Regions from separate parts of the Danio rerio genome. Here region 1 is linked to region 2. A link is a contact called in public HiChIP or PLAC-seq data. All regions are on one chromosome and are shown on one strand. The core of a region is the stretch at or near the end of the contact, and the rest is flanking DNA. Distances in the headings are between cores, read along the strand shown. Region 1 holds the start of nt5dc2 (5'-nucleotidase domain containing 2). Region 2 holds the start of gpr173 (G protein-coupled receptor 173).

Region 1 (3,380 bases), core at 549-3,048, 220 kb before region 2:
AAAAAAACTGACCCCAAACCTTTGACCGATAGTGTACAATTAAATACATTCAGTCTTTACCTAACATTTGTTATTCCACTATCCTGCAGTCTTAAATGTTTTTTTCTGAGTAAAAATTTGCTAGCTCTTTCCATTTAGGTATTAAGATTAAGAGTTAAAACAAAATGCATTTTATTTCTTTTTTTAAGTTAAAAAGACAAAAGTAGGTTTGGTTCTGTCATGTCACTTCTTGTCACTTCTACATTAAACAGCGGATGGTTTTCTATATAAATCTTTACTTGAATTTTTAAAACGAATTGCATTTCTAGACATGTTTTTTTATTCTGCAATACTGCGTTTTAAATGCAAAATTGTTATGTCATTTCTGCATTCTACTTGGAATATATTGCTTTGTTTTGCTCTGTAAAAATGTCAAGTCCTTTACATATAGATTTTTTTTTTAACTCTTTTAAAAACCACCTCTCTAGACCTTTCTTTCATTGTGCTAGACACGTTTTTGTTCATGGCTTGTTTCTAAATTATGTACTTTAGTAAATGCAGATAGACAAAAGTGTTGGACAGTTGTTATTGCGCACTGTGTGTTTTGAAAGCTCAGTGAGCTGATGTTAAGATAAGTTCAACGAGATTTCAATCCACTTCCCTGCATCTCCCGTCAGACGCACAAACGCTTTCTGTGTGAACGGATTTCTTGCGTATTACCTCATTATAACACTGTTATAATATGCCATATTTACATACTTTTTCTTTAATAACAACAAAATATGCAAACAATATGTTTCATGGCCAAATAATAGGTTTTAACTGTATTTCTCGAACCTTGTAGTGTTGAACAAGAAACTCTCGCGCCTTGTTGTAGATCATCTCGTCCAGCGCGCTGGAGTAAAGTGCGAGCGTGTAATCATAGTCAAAGCCGTAGATGTCCACCTCCTCCAGATTCACCTCATTATTGGCGTAGATGGTGGAGGGGTTCAGGAGACTGCACACTCCTGGAGGAATCAAATCTGGAACGAGGAAATGAGCCTTAAAGTTGATTTTTTTTATTTATTATTATTTAATATATATATATATATATATATATATATATAATGTGTAAATTATTTATTTAACTGTCCATAGACATGGCAAATAAGCCCATCTTTCTTAGACCGGAGGCTATGGTGAATTAAAAAACATCGATCATGCTCTGGACATGTGAATGGCAGTTGGCAGTTGTTTACAAAATGTCCAGAGGCCAGCGCCTCTTTAGGAGGGTTGAAAAGAGGACGAACGAGTTTTGGAGCCCGTGCAAATATTAAAGATGATCACATTTAAGAACTGAAGTTATATCAACATACCGTGCACGAGCCGTTTCATCTCATTGTATCTTGCCCACAGGTATGTTTTATTGTTGATCTGCGGGGCCGTGGATGAAAAAGCCCTGCCAGATTTGGTCAGGGATTCTTCGCCTCTACTTTTGCCCACAAACTGGTGTCTGTGAGATGTGACTGGTGCTGCAACCGGATTATGATTAGCTGCCAAGTGTTTCGTCGGTCCACAGTTTTGTCCATCTTTGCAGCATTTCTGTCCGTTCATTGTTGAACCAGTCGAGGTGAAGCTCCCGCATGCAAAAGCAGGAATATTCAATCCTGCGCAAAGGGAAACTCTGCAGCTGGAGCCTCTTTGCCACATTGCGTTACTAAAACTTCCTATTTTTTTGCAAGCCATGTCTAAACTATCCTAACGAAGTTGTTTACTTCTTTCATTCGCACTTGCCCCGCGTGTTCAGCACAACCACTGCTGTTGGAACTGATAGAGCTTTGTTGAGGGCATCGCTGGGTGGGGCACAAGCTGTAGAGCTATCGAATCAAACGACAAACATATAATGATTGACGGTTGGTTGAGCCAATAAGACGCGGACATTGACGCGTCGCTCATTTAGGGGTTTGGTTTAGGGGGAAACGTGTTTACATGCCTGTTCAACCAATACGTTTCCTGGATATATATTTTTTTGCAATATTTCATGCCTCGCGATTGGTCAAAACGACATAGCAACTGCCTACATGCGCTACGTGACCAATATGGTTAAGACAGTTTTTGTTCTTGGAGACGCTGGCATGTATGTACTAGAACAACAGTAAAGGATCGGGTTGTTCTTCAAAAACATTTTTTTCCTGAAGCTTTTTTGTATGTTTTCAGTTTTGCATGTTTCACTGCAGATGTCAGGAGCGCTGATAGACAAATCCGCTGCAGCATAAACACTGAAACAAACGGGAGGCATCATGGGACGCTTTAGTGCAATGGCAAAACAATTGATTTACTTCTGCTGACCATGTGTTCGACTTATCTTACTGTCTTATCCTAAAAGATAGCAAATCTGGTTTTATGCATGAAACTCTTCCGAAATGCACACATTTTTTCAATTAGTCGATTTCAGGTCGTGCTGAAATCACGTTTTACACACATTCATTTGATTCACAACTTGTTATAAATAACAGGACATAAATTAAAGGGAGTAAAGACGCAAATGTTGCTGCTAAATGGTCATTTTATATCGGAAATAACTAGCTTATTCCAGCTGCATCGAGATTGAAAATCATACAACATTCATTGAAAACGTAAGGAACAGGGTGTGGCTAGAGTTTTGCAGAGGACTGTTTGACAGACTCAGAAGAATCCTGATCAAAATAACCGAATCACCGTTATATATTGTCAAAAACATTTCGGGTATAAAATTTAATTCCTAAACTTAATTGCAACTATGATTACAGAAAACAGGGAAAACAAAAACCACACGCCAAACACGTAAACGCAGATGGAACGTGTGGTTTTGGGACATTTTTGTGTGGAAAAAAATGGTCGTTATCACCTTTTACATCAAAAGAAGATTTCAACACATGGCCCACGTGACAAACAAGTGTGTGTGTGTGTGTGTGTTTACCCCATTTAGGCCTATGATTTTATTGCTTTTACTTTTTAAAAAGTTTCTTAAAGTAACATTTATATTAGATAGGAGTGTAATGTAAATGAGAAATATTTTGTCAAATAAGTTAATAACTTCCCAAGGACAGCAAGTGGAAAAATTAACATGTTTTCATATATAAAATCTGATTTGTGGTAAACCACAAAACATTCCTTTTGATGTAGATTCTGTATCTTTACTTTCTCCCAAATTGAGCAGCACCACTCAAATAATTACAGTAAACAACATCTTGACAAACTGAATGGTCAAATATCTACATTCTAAAGTCAAAACCTCATTCCTGATGCTAAATCAGAGATAGATGATTCCTCAGGAAGTTAGTCTGTCCTCAAGAAAATAACATCCGGTGACAGCTTGGTGAAATAACAGAACATCATGTTCAGAGATTGAGCAGATGCACAGTATACAAGTCATGGTAAAT
Region 2 (3,376 bases), core at 541-3,040:
ACTGCTTCACTTCCACTTTAAGACTTTAATTCACAGTAACCCAAAGAAATCTATTTAATTTTATGGGGACTTGGGAAGTACATAACTTAAGAAAGAACTGACGCTTTGTTTATTATTATATCCTATATTATATATTTTGAAATGTGACAGATATGAATGTATGCCTTGCTTTTCATTTAAAACCGTTAATATTTATTCATTTTAGAAATAAATGTTTCATGAATGTACATTTCACAGCGGTACTGAACTCGGAGCTGAGCCAGTGTTTTTTTTTTTCTTTACAAGGTTTAGTGTGAGACTGCAATTTCACAAGGCTGTTCACACAGTGCTGGAAACCTATTATGCTAAATTCATTTTTACATGTTGTTTGATGTATACCCACAGTGTGTAAACACCACCTGTTTCGGTTAATATACATAACTGACTGTGTTTATGCGAATTTGAGTGTGTGTTTTTTTAAACAACCCAGTGGTTGTCGACTGCGCTCCTGGGCCACCTCCCCAAAAAACTGATGTTACATTTTCACAGAATACCAGAGCCACAGGAAGTAAGGAAAATGGGTGGGAAGCTCCTATTGACACTATAAATATGCAAAAATGGATGTCAATCCAGGGTTTAAGACTGTACAGTTTGAAACTCTAGCTTATAAATACCCCAAATTAATTATTAAACTTGGGTACATTATGAGCAGTGTAAAACATGAGCTTTTATAAGTGAAGCACTTTAGAGAAGATGTGCAACTTGTGCAAAACACCGGGTCAGTAAGGCCTCTTCATGCGGCATGACGCTAAACTACGCACGTGGGCTGGTGTGATTTCGGTTTAATCAAAGCTGTATTTCTTGTTTTGTTTTTTCATATATTAAACCTTTAAAACATTTCCATACCCTGCATTATTTTCCATACAGATTTTCTAGAAGTGGCAAGTTTATTATTATTTCTGTCTGGCTAGAATGACACCCCTTTAAGCATTAGAAAATAGTGAGAAACTGTTTTGAGAGCATATGCTGTGGTTACAGGAATGAGGGTGGTGTAACCTGGTGAACATGAGAAAAACAGTTGCAGTTTACCTTAAGCACATTTAACGAACATGTAATCGAAGGTTACATCATTACATCTAGGCCAAAACTGCATTAACATTAGCTTGCTATTTATCTTTTATAGGAGTGATAATGCGTCATAATTAGGTTAGCTTGAAACCTGAACCTTTCTCATTTAAGTCATTTAAGTTTCAGTTTAGTTAGGAACGCTATATACACTGGTAGTTTGCTATTGGACATATGTGCCTTCCTCAGTTGACTAATAACTTTACATGTTTTATTTTCAAAGTAAAAAATAATAATTAAAAAAAGTGTTTCTAAAGGTATCAAGAAGAATATTTTTTCCCTCAGCATCAGTATCACTTTATGCTCGCTCAATCTTCTTGACCTAAAAACTTTCTCCCAGGCATTACACAAATGCTAAATTGTCCCTGAAAGCCAGTAGAGTTTGTGGCATTTAAAAACTAGCATTTGTGTGTGAGAAAACAACAGTAACAAATGTTTTGTCCTTTATTCATAGGTGTCGAGGCCAAGAGAGGTGGCACATTTGAAAGGACGCTCCAAAGAGAACTGTACAAAATGGGGCAATGCAGATCAAGCTTCTCTCCTTCCATTTGAGACAACAACGAAAGGCAACCACGAGGACGGACGACAGCTCAGCCGGAGGCGGCGAAGGTGGAGGAGGGAGTGGAGGAAGTGGAGGTAAAGGAGGAGTTGAAGGAGGAGGGGTGCGATTCCAGCAGCAAAAGGTATGGCCAACGGAAACGCAAGCAGCGATGGGCCTGGGAACCCCTTGGCGGCCGTGGTGTCCACAACAGGTGGAGTGATGGGTGGAGCACCTTCTTCTGCCGTCTCCACCTATGTGAAACTCGTCCTTCTAGGCCTGATCATTTGCATCAGCCTGGTGGGCAACTTAGTGGTATCCCTGTTGGTGTTACGAGACAGAGCCTTACACAAGGCACCATACTACTTTCTTCTGGATCTCTGTCTCGCCGACACCATTCGCTCAGCGGTCTGCTTTCCCTTCGTGCTGGTGTCCATCAAGAACGGCTCGGCCTGGACTTACAGCGTGCTCAGCTGCAAGGTGGTGGCCTTCATGGCCGTCCTTTTCTGCTTCCATGCTGCCTTCATGCTGTTCTGCATCAGTGTCACACGCTACATGGCCATTGCCCACCATCGTTTCTACTCCAAGCGAATGACCTTCTGGACCTGTGTTGCGGTGGTGTGTATGGTCTGGACACTGTCAGTCGCCATGGCCTTCCCGCCTGTCTTTGACGTCGGCACGTACAAGTTCATCCGTGAGGAGGACCAATGTATCTTTGAACATCGCTACTTCAAGGCCAACGACACGCTAGGCTTCATGCTAATGCTGGCTGTGCTAATCCTGGCCACTCATGTGGTGTACATGAAGCTCCTGCTGTTTGAATACAAGCACCGAAAGATGAAGCCGGTCCAGATGGTTCCAGCCATCAGCCAAAACTGGACCTTTCATGGACCTGGAGCCACCGGTCAGGCGGCTGCAAACTGGATAGCTGGGTTTGGCCGTGGCCCAATGCCTCCCACTTTATTGGGCATAAGGCAGAACTTGCACAACCAGAACAGACGCCTACTGGGCATGGAGGAGTTTAAGGCTGAGAAGCAGCTTGGCAGGATGTTCTATGTCATTACCTTGTTTTTTCTGGTGCTCTGGTCCCCGTACATTGTGGCCTGTTACTGGAGGGTCTTTGTGAAGGCATGCACCATCCCGCACCGGTATCTGTCCACCACTGTGTGGATGAGTTTTGCCCAGGCAGGTGTGAACCCCATCATCTGCTTTTTCCTCAACAAGGACCTGAAGAAGGGTCTGCTGGCCCACCTGCCTCCCTGTTGTAGAACTCCACCTCAACTGCCCCGTGAGCCTTACTGTGTCATGTGAAGATGAGTGTTCATTCATTATGTTTTTTTGTTGTTGTTGTTGTTTATTAGTTTTTTCTGTTCTTTCTCTTCTGGATGGTTGAAAAGTGGACAGCCTGGGGGAGGGAATAAGAGGTCTTTAAAGATGGAGACATGGACAAACTTTAAGAGTTGTTCTGTTGTGGCCTTTGATTCAGTTTAAGATGCTTTAAAGGGGTGGATGTCATTGAATAAGCATCTACTGTCACCTTAATGATTTTTAAAGGGAAAATGGGCTCTAAGCTAATGTGTGGTTTGGTAATCAACTCTAAACTGGTTTGAAGAACCATATGTTTCTTATTTGGGTGGTGCAAATTTGCAGATCAGCCAAGCCGGTGTTATATTTTTTGGTGAATGTATGAAGGCTATGTCAAATGGCTTTTTTATGATTGATCGCTACAAACAT

What was found. HiChIP or PLAC-seq counts read pairs in DNA pulled down with a chosen protein or histone mark.
Region 1: an H3K4me3 HiChIP or PLAC-seq map of embryo shows a contact between it and region 2, with 2.1 times the contacts expected there. The contact joins the promoter of nt5dc2 here to the promoter of gpr173 in region 2. A contact is called at or near these places in 2 of 4 datasets of contacts at active chromatin or transcription factors (embryo and gastrula embryo).

The regions. Positions count from the first base shown.
Region 1 is chr8:25,532,202-25,535,581 of GRCz12tu, reverse strand. It overlaps nt5dc2 (5'-nucleotidase domain containing 2), which reads right to left and starts at 1,798. Exons shown (of 14, transcript NM_001077143.2): 1 at 1,335-1,798; 2 at 817-1,001. The coding sequence starts at 1,704. It overlaps ccdc22 (CCC complex scaffolding subunit CCDC22), which reads right to left. Exons shown (of 16, transcript NM_001025485.1): 16 at 2,922-3,380.
Region 2 is chr8:25,308,970-25,312,345 of GRCz12tu, reverse strand. It overlaps gpr173 (G protein-coupled receptor 173), which reads left to right and starts at 1,790. Exons shown (of 1, transcript NM_131498.1): 1 at 1,790-2,953. The coding sequence starts at 1,790. The coding sequence ends at 2,953. The region is part of intron 2 of foxp3b (forkhead box P3b); the gene reads right to left.